2 separate regions of the Ovis aries genome follow, and region 2 is linked to region 1. Evidence: chromatin contacts called from public Hi-C data. All regions are on one chromosome and are shown on one strand. The core of a region is the stretch at or near the end of the contact, and the rest is flanking DNA. Distances in the headings are between cores, read along the strand shown. Region 1 holds the start of ZEB2 (zinc finger E-box binding homeobox 2). Region 2 overlaps GTDC1 (glycosyltransferase like domain containing 1).

Region 1 (5,463 bases), core at 1,349-3,848:
CTTTACTCAAATTCAAATACTTGCACGTCGGAACTACCAGTGCTAAGTGTTGGGGCTGTCTCCTGCCACTCGAACAATTACTGAACCCAGAGTAATCAGATGATTAGCTGTTTTTAATGGAAATACTTTTTTTTTTTAAGTCAGATCTTAAGTAACCTGACATTAATATACATAATAAAGACAAGTGATTTGTTAGCCTTTTGATTGGATCCTCTGACCTGAGGTTTACCACTGAGTGTATGTCTGGGCTGTAAGCTCCAATGGCTACCTGGGGTCCTCAGGTGGAGTCTTACCTGGAATTACTCCATGCCAGGAACACCTTTATCCTGGAAATGGAAGAGAAAACCCTGAAAAGCAAACTTCTAGAGAAAGCTAGACTCGATTTTTTTTTAAATAAAAAAGTGGGGGAAAGTGGGGATTTAAAAAAAAGGATGTTAATAATAGAAGTAAATCTCAGAGGAGAAACTTGATAAGTCATATATTTATAGAGATAGGAATATTAAAGAAATGTAAAGCATAAAACTGAGAATGTGCCTGACCCATGGTGGAAATCTTTAATTTTTTTTTATTATTAAATTTTAGGCGGGTCTCCAATGCTCCTCTATAAGTAAATTATATGAGTGGGGTGGGGGAGATGATTCTCATTGTAATAAATGCTTAAGGTAGCAAAGAGGTGAGTCTGTAATCAACTGTGAAAATTTACTTCCTCACATCCTAAAGTAAGTGTTGGTTGTGGTCATGCTGGGTGGCTATTGCCCCCTCCCCAATAAACATACAAAATACAAAGCTGTGCACCTCTGGGAGTGTGGATGTGGCAAACCAAGTGGTGGCTTTTCCCTCCTCTTGAGTGCAATTGCCAGTGACTCTTGCATTCAAAGTCTTGCTTTAGGCACACATTCAAAGTACAGTTCAAAGCAGTTTATCTTAATGTGAGTAAAAGTGTAGTGTTGGATCAGGGTGTTATTTGTTTCAGATTTCATCAGACTGAAAACAGGGGGCTGTAACATATTAACAATATTAAAGCAGGAAAAAAATGGCATGAGGCTATCCTTCAGTCCTCTTGACACCTCCACCTTTACCTTTGCAAAGACTGTGGGACTGAAAGTTTATTTGTGCTCTGAGGTCCTCAAGCACTTTCACTCTTTAAAAAAAAAAAAAAAAAAAAGCCTCACAGTTCTTTAAGAAATTGAGCCTGAACCACTGGAGGCTAAGAGATTTCTTCCTTTTCCGATAAATGCCTGTGCTCAGCATCCTCAAATTTGGCTGTCTTTATTTACTTCTATATTAGTTCCAATTATGTGCAGTGTAAACCAGCTTTTTGATTAACAAAACAGCAGAGCATTGGTTAAGAACACTTAAACTTGAAAAAAAATTCCCCTGGGAAGTAGGCTCTGAATTGGTTAATAATGTGCAGTACTTGCTAAATTGCTGACTTCCAGATGTGGAAAATATCTTTCTTGTTTAGGACCTATGTAACCTGATTGGATTACGACAGAAGCGTCACGTTGGAAGCTTTTGAGTGATTATTTAATTAACCATACAGTAGAAAGCTGTATTCTCCAGGAAATCCCTACCATATTTACATAACCAATCCCTTCAGAGCAAAGGTGGAGTCTTTTCTTTTTAATTTTACTTTAATTGCAATATCAAAAAATATATACTCCAAAACTTAGACCCCATGCCGTTTAATATCGTGCTCTTCCTTCCCTGCTAAATTCCTCTATGGCCTTTCTCCTTTTCCTCCTGCCTCCCTCCACACACTCCCTCACTTTGTAGTGAAGTCTCCTTGAGATGTAGAGAGATTCAGAGATCGGTCAACTCAGCGCTCTATGTTAATTTACTTAGAGACCCTTTTTAAAAATGCCAAACTACTTTTTAGTATTGGGATCCAATCCAGAAATTCATCACATACACACACCCCAACACACATGCCCTAAAATGCAGCTCACATAACAGCAATTTTCCCCCTCTGGCTCTGGCATCTTGAAAGAAAATAATAATAATAATAATAATAATACGAGAAAGGGCAAAAAATTTAGTTCCAGAAACCGTGCTGAGAAATCCACACAACTTAATGTGCATCTCAAATCTGGTTATTAGAGATATCTGTATAAGAAGAGGCGATGTGGATTGAGGAACCGGGATCTTTCCCTTTAACTTTCGCCCCTTAGAGTTCTCCAGTTCTGTGAATGGTGTGCACCGTTTTCCGCCCTGTACTCTGTAGGATTTAGTGATGAGGATAATGATGCCAAAGGCTTGACGGGGGTGGGGGGGGATGGGGGGGGTGGGAGGGGGGGCGTGGAGAAGAGAGGGAGGGAGGGAGGGAGGCGAAAGGGAGGGAGAGAGGAAGGGAGGGAGGTGGAATTTCATTTCTTCCACTAAAGCGTTTGCGGAGACTTCAAGGTATAATCTATCCCAGATCCTTTCCCAGAGAGAAACTTGGCGATCACGTTTTCACATGATGCTCACGCTCAGGGCGCTTCAATTATCCCTCCCCACAAAGATAGGTGGCGCGTGTTTCAGGGTCTCTCTCTCTCCTACAGAAAAGAAAAAGAAAAAAATGTCATTAGAAGAGGCGTAACACGTCAGTCCGTCCCCAGGTTTGTGTTTCCTGGAGTGGCCGAAAGAGATCAGTTCTAACCTGCTCCGCAGGAATAACGGTCCTGCCTCCAGACACTCTTGGCGAGGTTTTGTACAGTTTGCTCCGGGAGCTGTTTCTTCGCTTCCACCTTTTTCTCCCCCACACTTCGCGGCTTCTTCATGCTTTTTCTTCTCACCATTTCTGGCCAAAACTACAAACAAGACTTCGCAGGTAGGTTTTTTTTTCCCCCTTTTCTCTCTTTTTATTCCTTTTTGGCATGGTCACCCCCCCCACCTTCCTTTTATGATTTTCTCCTTTTAAGTGGGGATGTGAGTCTAAAGTGAGAAGGAGTGTCTGTGGGTAGGAATTTCAGGTGGGCTTAGCTCCTTTATGGCAAGCTTTTCCCAAGAATGACTTCTTCGATTTTTCTCGCACTCCCTGTGTCTCTCTCCTTCTTTTTCTCCCCCCTTTTTTCCCTCCCCCAAATAATTTGCCCCGTACCTGTCCATTCAGGTAACCAAAGGTGCCTTTTACTACCCAGCCTTGGAAAAGTTTTATTGAGATCTGTATGGTTGGAATAAAAACTCTTCGAGGGGAGAGATTTTGCTCTATTTTCACTCTAGTTCCAATTCATTGTATTCAGCAATTAAAACTTGGCAAATACCTGTTAATAATTACAAAACTTGATGGATACAAACCTACCAAATTCGGGATCAAGTCTTTCTCTTAGATATGGCAGTCCAACCTTTCCCACCGAAGAAGGCTGTTTTCTAAGTAGAAAGTTGCCTGTTTTTGTCTGCTTAGCGAGTTTCATTTCTTTATTTCATTCTTTGTGTGTGTATGTATGTGAAGTAACACCTCACTTCTGTGATGATAAATAAAGAAGTGAAAGTCCTCATGGAACTTGAGTCGTTTACCAAAGTGGAGGGGGGGGGGGGCTCACTACAGCTGGGAAGAAAACTGCCGTCAGGACATTAGGGTTTTAAATTAAGAATAACTTTTGAAATTGTATTTCCAATGGCAAAGTCATATAGAGACAGAAGATACATACACTCAAATATCCCATTCCATACTTTGGCACTAAAAAGTCGAGATAGCAGGAGTTACCAGGAACAGGGGTGATCCCGGTTAACATGAATATGTGTGTCTCCCACCTACTTACATATTTTACATGCTCCCCCTATAATGATGAAGGTAAGATTACTAACTCCAGAGTTAGAAATAACAGGCAAAGATAAAGTTTACAGCACAAATGCCCTGTCTGTCCCTCACACACACATGCTCATAAAACTAGCAGCTTACTTTATTAAACATGTATTTATATGCAATCGTGCGTAAGTCTCAGCAGGAATACAGACAGGCCAGCTGTTTCATCCCAGACACTTGTGTGTCCATTTCTGTATTTCAGGATTTTTCCCAACAATTTCAAATCTACAGGAGAGTCAAGACATGACAAAATGTGTCAAACTTAAAAGGCTGCCACTATGCCTAGGTTAAATTCAAGGTGCTTTCTAAATCATCTACTTCCCCTTCTCTCTGCTCCCCCCCCCCAACTTACCCCTTTCAGCAAAAGTGTGGAAACTGATACTCACTTTCCAGGTTTTCGCAAAGCTTCTAGCACAGGAGACAATAGGTGCGGGGCGTGGGGACCGAGTGTACTCGGCAGAGAAAGGGTTAATGGCCCTTGTGTTACAGTTTGCATCTGTTACATCTTTTATAGCCCCCTGTTTAAACTAATCCTCGAGGCACAGCATCTTCCCAACCTCCATCGAGTTTCGGGATTCTCCTCCTCTCCTGCCTGCCTCCGAGGTTCCCCTTCTCCAAGTTTTGACAGTTTCAGCTGAAAAAATGCAGCGCCTCTCTCGATTTTTAGGTACAAAAGTTTCGAAGCCAGAAAGGATACGATCATTCAGTAGAGCTGAAAAGTATTGTCGTAGCGGTTGGACTTTCTCTTTCCTTTCTTGAGGGGAAAAAACAATTTTCTACTGCAACTATTTAAGGGAACCAGTGTGGGGGAGCATGTGTGTGAGTGAGGTGGGGGGAAATACTTAAGTAAATATTGTCAAAGTGGAGAAGGTGGCGGCCGGGTGGGGGGGGCGGGGAGGGACAGTGTCCAAAGAGGCTTATAATTATATTTCTTATTGCGGCGTGAAACGGGAAATCCTAATTTGGGGGCGGGGGTGTGGGGGGGGAGGAAGAGACAGTGTCTCGATAAACTGCGAAAGGGGAGGGGATGGGACGCGGGGCGAGTGGGCTTCCTATAATTACTATTATCAATTTACCCGAGTGTGCTTCATCGGGGGTTGTTTCGCGTTGTTTGTTTGTTTGTTTGTTTGCTTCCTCTGGGGAATGGGGTGGGGGTGGTGAGACAAGATGAGAGCTAAAGAAAGCTTCGCCTCACCCCAAGTTGCCGAGCCGGGCTGAGGACTTTTCGGAGGAAAGGGTCCGCCTAGCCTTGAGTCAAGCAGCCTTACTGTACCGCCGTGTGCATTCCCTCATACGGTCAGGAGTTATGACTCATTTTGAAGATGTAATTCTTGTCTCTCTGATCCCCTCGCGGGTGCAACACACCAAACAGTAACAAACACAAAGCGCCTCGGGGCCAAGGCTGGGGGCGGGGGGCGGGGAGGGGGCCGCCGAAGTTTCGCTTTGGCGTTGGGGGGCGCGGATGGGTGCTCGCCCGGGCCCTGGCCCGGCTCCCCTGGGCGGCCCGCGCGCGTTTCAATGGGCGCGGGCGATGCCCACATTGTCGCTGTGTTTGGTTGCTAGATCGAGCCTGCGTGCTGCCGAAGCAGGGCGCCGAGTCCATGCGAACTGCCATCTGATCCGCTCTTATCAATGAAGCAGCCGATCATGGCGGATGGCCCCCGGTGCAAGAGACG
Region 2 (5,463 bases), core at 967-3,466, 270 kb after region 1:
AATTTATAATTCCCTAATGACATATGATATTGAACATTTTGATATGCTTATTTATCATCTGTATATCACCTTTGATTGAATTGTTTCTTTATGGGTGAGTTTTAAGGGGTTTTTTGTTTTTGTATATTTTGGATGAGTTCTTTATCAGATATTTTTTTTGCAAATATTTTTGCCCAGTCTGTGCATTGTCTTCTTATTTTCTTGGCAGGTCTTTTGCAGAGTGGAAGTTTTCAATTTTAGTGAAATCCAGTTTACCAGCTAACCTCCCTCCCACCCCCCACCCCCACTTCCCCACCCCTTCATTGTGCCTTTGGTGTTGTATCTAAAAAGTCATGATCAAACCAAGGTCATCTGCATTTTCTTGTGTATTGTTTTCTCTGTGTATTATAGTTTTGCATTTTACATGTAAGCCTGAGATCCATTTTGAGTTATTTTTTGGGGGACAGGTATAATGTCTATATCTAGATTCATTTTTTGCCTGTAGTAGTCCAGTTGTTCATCAGCATCTGTAGAAAAAACTATTCTTCATTAAATTGCCTTTGTTCCTTTGTCAAAGATCAGTTGACTGTATTTGTATAGGTCTATTTCTGGGCTCTCTTTTCTGTTCCTTTGATCTTTTTGTCTGTTCTTTCGCCAGTACCACACTGGCTTGATTACTCTGTAATTAATTTTAAAAATAATAATTAGTAAAATATTTAAATGTTTTTTGTTAAGATTTGTGAAGTAAGTTATCGTTAACAAATTTTTGTTATTAAGTGTGAGATGATATATCGTGTTATTTTTCAAAATAGATACATTATTTGTAATCATTTTAGTAAAAATTATATACACTAGAAACACTCAGAAAGAAATTGTAACATTTTTACTTTAAAGATATTATACTCTTATGCAGTAACTTGTTTTAGATGTTCTGTTGGCTCTTTAATACCCATTAAAGAAATTAACTTTTTAATTATGAAATAATAGTTTAAATGTGGTTATTAAAAAGTCTGGATTAATCTCCTAAAATACTGTCCAGTATGAGAGATCAAGATACCTGTTCTTATATTTTTTTGAAAGATGTTTGCTTTTGTAGCATTAGGAAGAAATGATAATCACTTGCTTGAAGTATTTCATGCTGTAAGTTAACTTGTAAACCCTTTAGTTTGTGAAACAAATTGAGCTAGATCTTAGAGGATGCTGATAAATACATGGCACATTTTTTTTTTTTTGGCTTGAGTTCTATTCAGGAGGGAAAAAACCTAACCAGTAATATACAATAATATGTGGTAAGCACAGTGTGGGTGGCAGTGTATTAAGCTCAATAATAAGCTATAGTGGGGACTATAAACTAATCATATCATTCAGGTAGTTTTTACTCATGGTATCTTTACCCTTGTTTGTCAGAAACACAGTGAATTTACAATAAAAGTCATTATGAATTGAGATGATTGTCAGCCATGATAAGCTATGACGAATGTATTTTTTATATCAGTTTTATTCAGGTATTATTTAGTTAGAATAAACTCTACCCATTTTAAGTGGGCAATGTGATGAGTTTTCACAAAAGCACACAGTTGTGTAACTATGACCATAATATGATTTGGAACATTTCTATCACCCTAGAAAGTTTGCTTGTGCCCCCTTGAAATCAACTCCACCCACTACCTATCTCAGTTTCCAGGCAATTGCTGATCTCCTTTCTGTATTTTAGACTGGTTTGCATTTTTTAGAATTCTTAGCAGTGTGTTTTGCTAAATGCAGAAGATACATGTTCTTGAAAAATTGATGGCAAATTGATTTTTTATAAAATGAACATGTTTTACTGTATTAAAAAATTTGAGATGCTCAAATGAATTTCATTTGGTATTATTCCTAAAAAATTTGAGTTTCAAGTTTTTCTGCCTTGCCTCCTCTCTGTAATAACTTAAATCTATATTGCATGTAATTTAATGTATAAAACCAACTCATAACACATTATTTTGTGGAGTAAATTATCCTTCAGTAGTTTATTATCTCCTTGTTTATAAAAGTTGGTAAATGGTATAAGAAATAAAAATCTGTAGATCCTGTTCTTGTTATTAGAATTTAATACCTTCTTTATTTCATACAATTGTCACTCAACAAACAGTTTAACTTTGCTTTGTAAAAGGCCATTTGCCTTGTCCTTACGCCCTACTGCTCAGACCTCTGGGGATAGGAGAGTTAGGGTGGATAAAATAGCTCTTTACTTCATAACATTCTGTTCTTTGTGGCTCCTCTTACTCGTATGTAGTCTATTCTAAAGCAGCTGAGAAGTAGCAGTTGATCTCATGGAGAAAATAGCCCCACCAAAATGGAATATTAGATTCCTTTTATGACTAGTTTTTTAAATCAAATATACTGAACATTTACTCCTTTTTATAGGAAAGAGTTGAGAATCTTTTGCATATTAGAATGATTGGAGTTTTCTGATTTTGCCCAGAAATGTTCTGTGTCTAAAATTTATGCTGCTTCATTTATTAGTCATTTCGAAACTAGCTCTAAATAAAAGCCAAACATTATGAAATGTTTTTTCATATTTGCTCCACCAAACATATTTAAATTTCTAGTTAATTTGAAAATCTTAAACTCACATAAAGACAAATAATCCTATATTAAGCTTATTTAATATAGTAACACTCTGGGTAACTGATGTTCTACTAATGAAATCCTTAAGTAACTGGCATTTTGGAATGATAAGTGTGTATCTGTTAAGAAATCCTGAAGATCTCTGTTTAAACCCTTCTTCCCTGAAGCCTTCAGAAAAAAGAAAAAAGTGTTTCAGAAGTCAGGTTGAGAGAGACCAACTATGTGGGATGGAACTAAACAGCAATTTGATAAGAACAATAAATTTGAGAACTTATATGGTGATTTATGATCCTTCTCAAAACCAGTCAATCAATATTTCCCCTCCCCCCTCCATTAAAAAAAGAAAAGTAATGCCCAAGTTATTTTTAAAATTTCCTCATTTGGGAGGATGGTATCCAGAAGCCCGAGGTGGCACTAGTCGTCAAGAACCTGCCTATCAGTGCAGTGCTGCAGTCCATGGGGTTGCACAGAGTCAGACATGACTTAGCAACTGAACAGTTGAACCAGTCACCTGTTACTGAACATTTAGATTGTTTCTGCCTTTTAGTCTTATGAAAAACACTGTCAGAACTATTCTTGTGAGCATGATTGATTCTTTCAAGTTCTTATTTTGTCACAGTAATACAGTCATCTAGTCTAAAATTCTAATTGTTGTGAATAGCCTATTAGAAAATACGACTGTGGGACTTCCCGGGCAGTCCAATGGTTAAGGCTCTGTTCCCAGCGCAGGAGGCATTGGTTTGATCCATGATTGGGGAAGATCCTGCATGCCACGTGTCTGAAAAAGAAAGAAAATACAATTGTGCCTTACCCATTCTTTCCAGTCTGCTTCTATACAGGCAACCATGTTTAACCTTTCCTCTGTTTCTTCTGATTATTATATATCTCTATACTGCTAAATTAGATATATACATATTGTTACCTTTTGATTCATTTCTTTTGGATATTGCTTGTTGACTTTATAGTATAGACTTTGGGGATTTTTCATTTTTATATTTCCATCTTTTTTCAACATATTACAATATTGTTAGATTACAACTTTTGGCTAACTTGGTTTTGGTGTTACATTATTATATTTTTCAGATATTATTTATAACTTTTCAGATATTATTTATAACTAAGTATTATAATGAACTGATGAGAAATATGCCTTTGCTTTCTTGTTTTTCATGAAGTTAGTAATGCTTTGTTTTTTTAACTTATCTAGCTTCTTTGTTACTCAGTATTTCTTTCCAGGAGCTTCCAGGAGCTTCTTAATCTAATTTTCTATAAGGTGAATCATGTTAGGGAATTTATTTGTTTCTACTTTTTTTCCCTGGAATGTATGTTTCTGGGAGACTGCTGTTCTCCTTCCATCTCATTATGTAGATGTGTTTTTGTCGTGTGCTTTTCTTTTGCTGTTAAACTAGAAACTCTCTTTGTTTTTTCCTGAATCTTATATTGTTTTCATTTTTCTTGTCTTATTCCTGTATTTTTTGTGGTATATATCTTGTAATTTTCAGAGAAAGGGTACATGAGAGAAAAATATCTTTATTCAGTTTGCTTACTTGATTAAAGTGTTGCCTGAATAATTACACTTTAAATTGAAAATCACTTTCCTTCAGAATTTTTGCAGGAATTAACACTGTCTTCCTGCTTGCAGTTGCAAAGTCCAAAGCCTTTTGATTCCTTGATTTAACCATGTAAGAAAAACAGGTGGAAGGGAGAATGTCTTGATATAAGGATATAAGGGTATTTTTTCTGTTTTTAAACTTTAAAGATGATGAAGATGAAACAGGGATTCAAGGCAGAGGGACTGGCAGAGGTCAGGGGACTGCAAGGTGTCCACTGTGTTTAAAGAATGGGGATATATAGTCCATGTGAAGAGAGTACAGGAAGCAGCTGAAATGGGGTAGATTGAGGCTTAATAATGGATGCTAATGGCCTGAAGCTTCGCATTTGTTTTGTAGGTACTGTGTCACCTGACTCCATCAATTATATGAAACCTTCCTTGACTTACGGTCGGCAAAATGAACCACCCTCTGGTTTATCCTTAGGGCTTTGTGCGTGCACACCTGTGCATGAATGTGCAGGGACACATGCGTGTGTGTGCACGCACATGCCTGTTTAAATATCTATGTGCCTTTCTTCCACATTAGAATAGATTTTTGTGTGTGGATGAGACATAATTAGGTCTGAGTGAAGGAAAGCACAGCAGGTCAGTTCTTAAAATTCATGATGGCTGGAATGCCAGTGAAAACTGGAGGGTGAACAAGGGAAAGAAGGATTTAAAGGAAGAGAAAACAGAAGGTTATTGCGTTGTCCAGATTTGAAGAAATAAGCCTCTGATGTAATAGTCTACTGAGAGTGGGAGGGAAATTTTTTTCCAACAGTTATATTCTGATCATGCCCAAGGGTCTCATTATTCTTAATTTTGGAATACTATGTTATTTTTATGTATTTTGTACATATTTTGCTTTAAACCTTTTTTCTCTATTTGAGAATAGTCTGAAACAATTTTAACTCTTGCTTTTATTAAAATTTAGAAAAAAGTGATGTTTTGGTTACTCTATTGATATTAATGATGGTCTGAAATACCCTCTTAATTCTATTTAGTTTAACAAAAACTCTAAATAGAAAATTTTGGATAAAAATAATTGGTAAAAATATATTCTTATTCTAGTAGATTTAATGTTTAAGAATGTTAACCTGAGTATTACCAAAAAGATTCTTTAGTAAGATGAATTTTGAAATATTATTAGAAGTATCCTTTATTGTTATAAAAGTGACTAGTTCTTCACAAAATTTCAAAATTGAAAATAAGAGCTTTTTACCAAGTTGAGTGATTATTCAGATAGTAAAAGAATTAGTTAAATGGTTTAAATGTTGTGCTTG

The links. A called contact is a pair of places that touch in the nucleus more often than the background predicts.
Region 2: a contact with region 1 is called in a Hi-C map of tail adipose tissue, with 2.8 times the contacts expected there. The contact joins the enhancer-like site here to the promoter of ZEB2 in region 1. A contact is called at or near these places in 2 of 16 Hi-C or Micro-C datasets (skin fibroblasts and tail adipose tissue).

What each region holds. Positions count from the first base shown.
Region 1 is chr2:165,524,117-165,529,579 of ARS-UI_Ramb_v3.0, forward strand. ZEB2 (zinc finger E-box binding homeobox 2) reads left to right here and starts at 2,599. Exons shown (of 9, transcript XM_060410053.1): 1 at 2,599-2,812; 2 at 5,351-5,463. The coding sequence starts at 5,420.
Region 2 is chr2:165,796,940-165,802,402 of ARS-UI_Ramb_v3.0, forward strand. All of the region lies in intron 1 of GTDC1 (glycosyltransferase like domain containing 1), which reads left to right. Among named protein-coding and RNA genes, the nearest start is that of GTDC1, 73 kb to the left of the region's middle. Within about 2 kb of position 2,217, at least 3 of the 54 cell types and tissues checked have an H3K27ac peak or open chromatin away from gene starts, as enhancers often do. A contact at or near this core is called in tail adipose tissue, where this site is marked.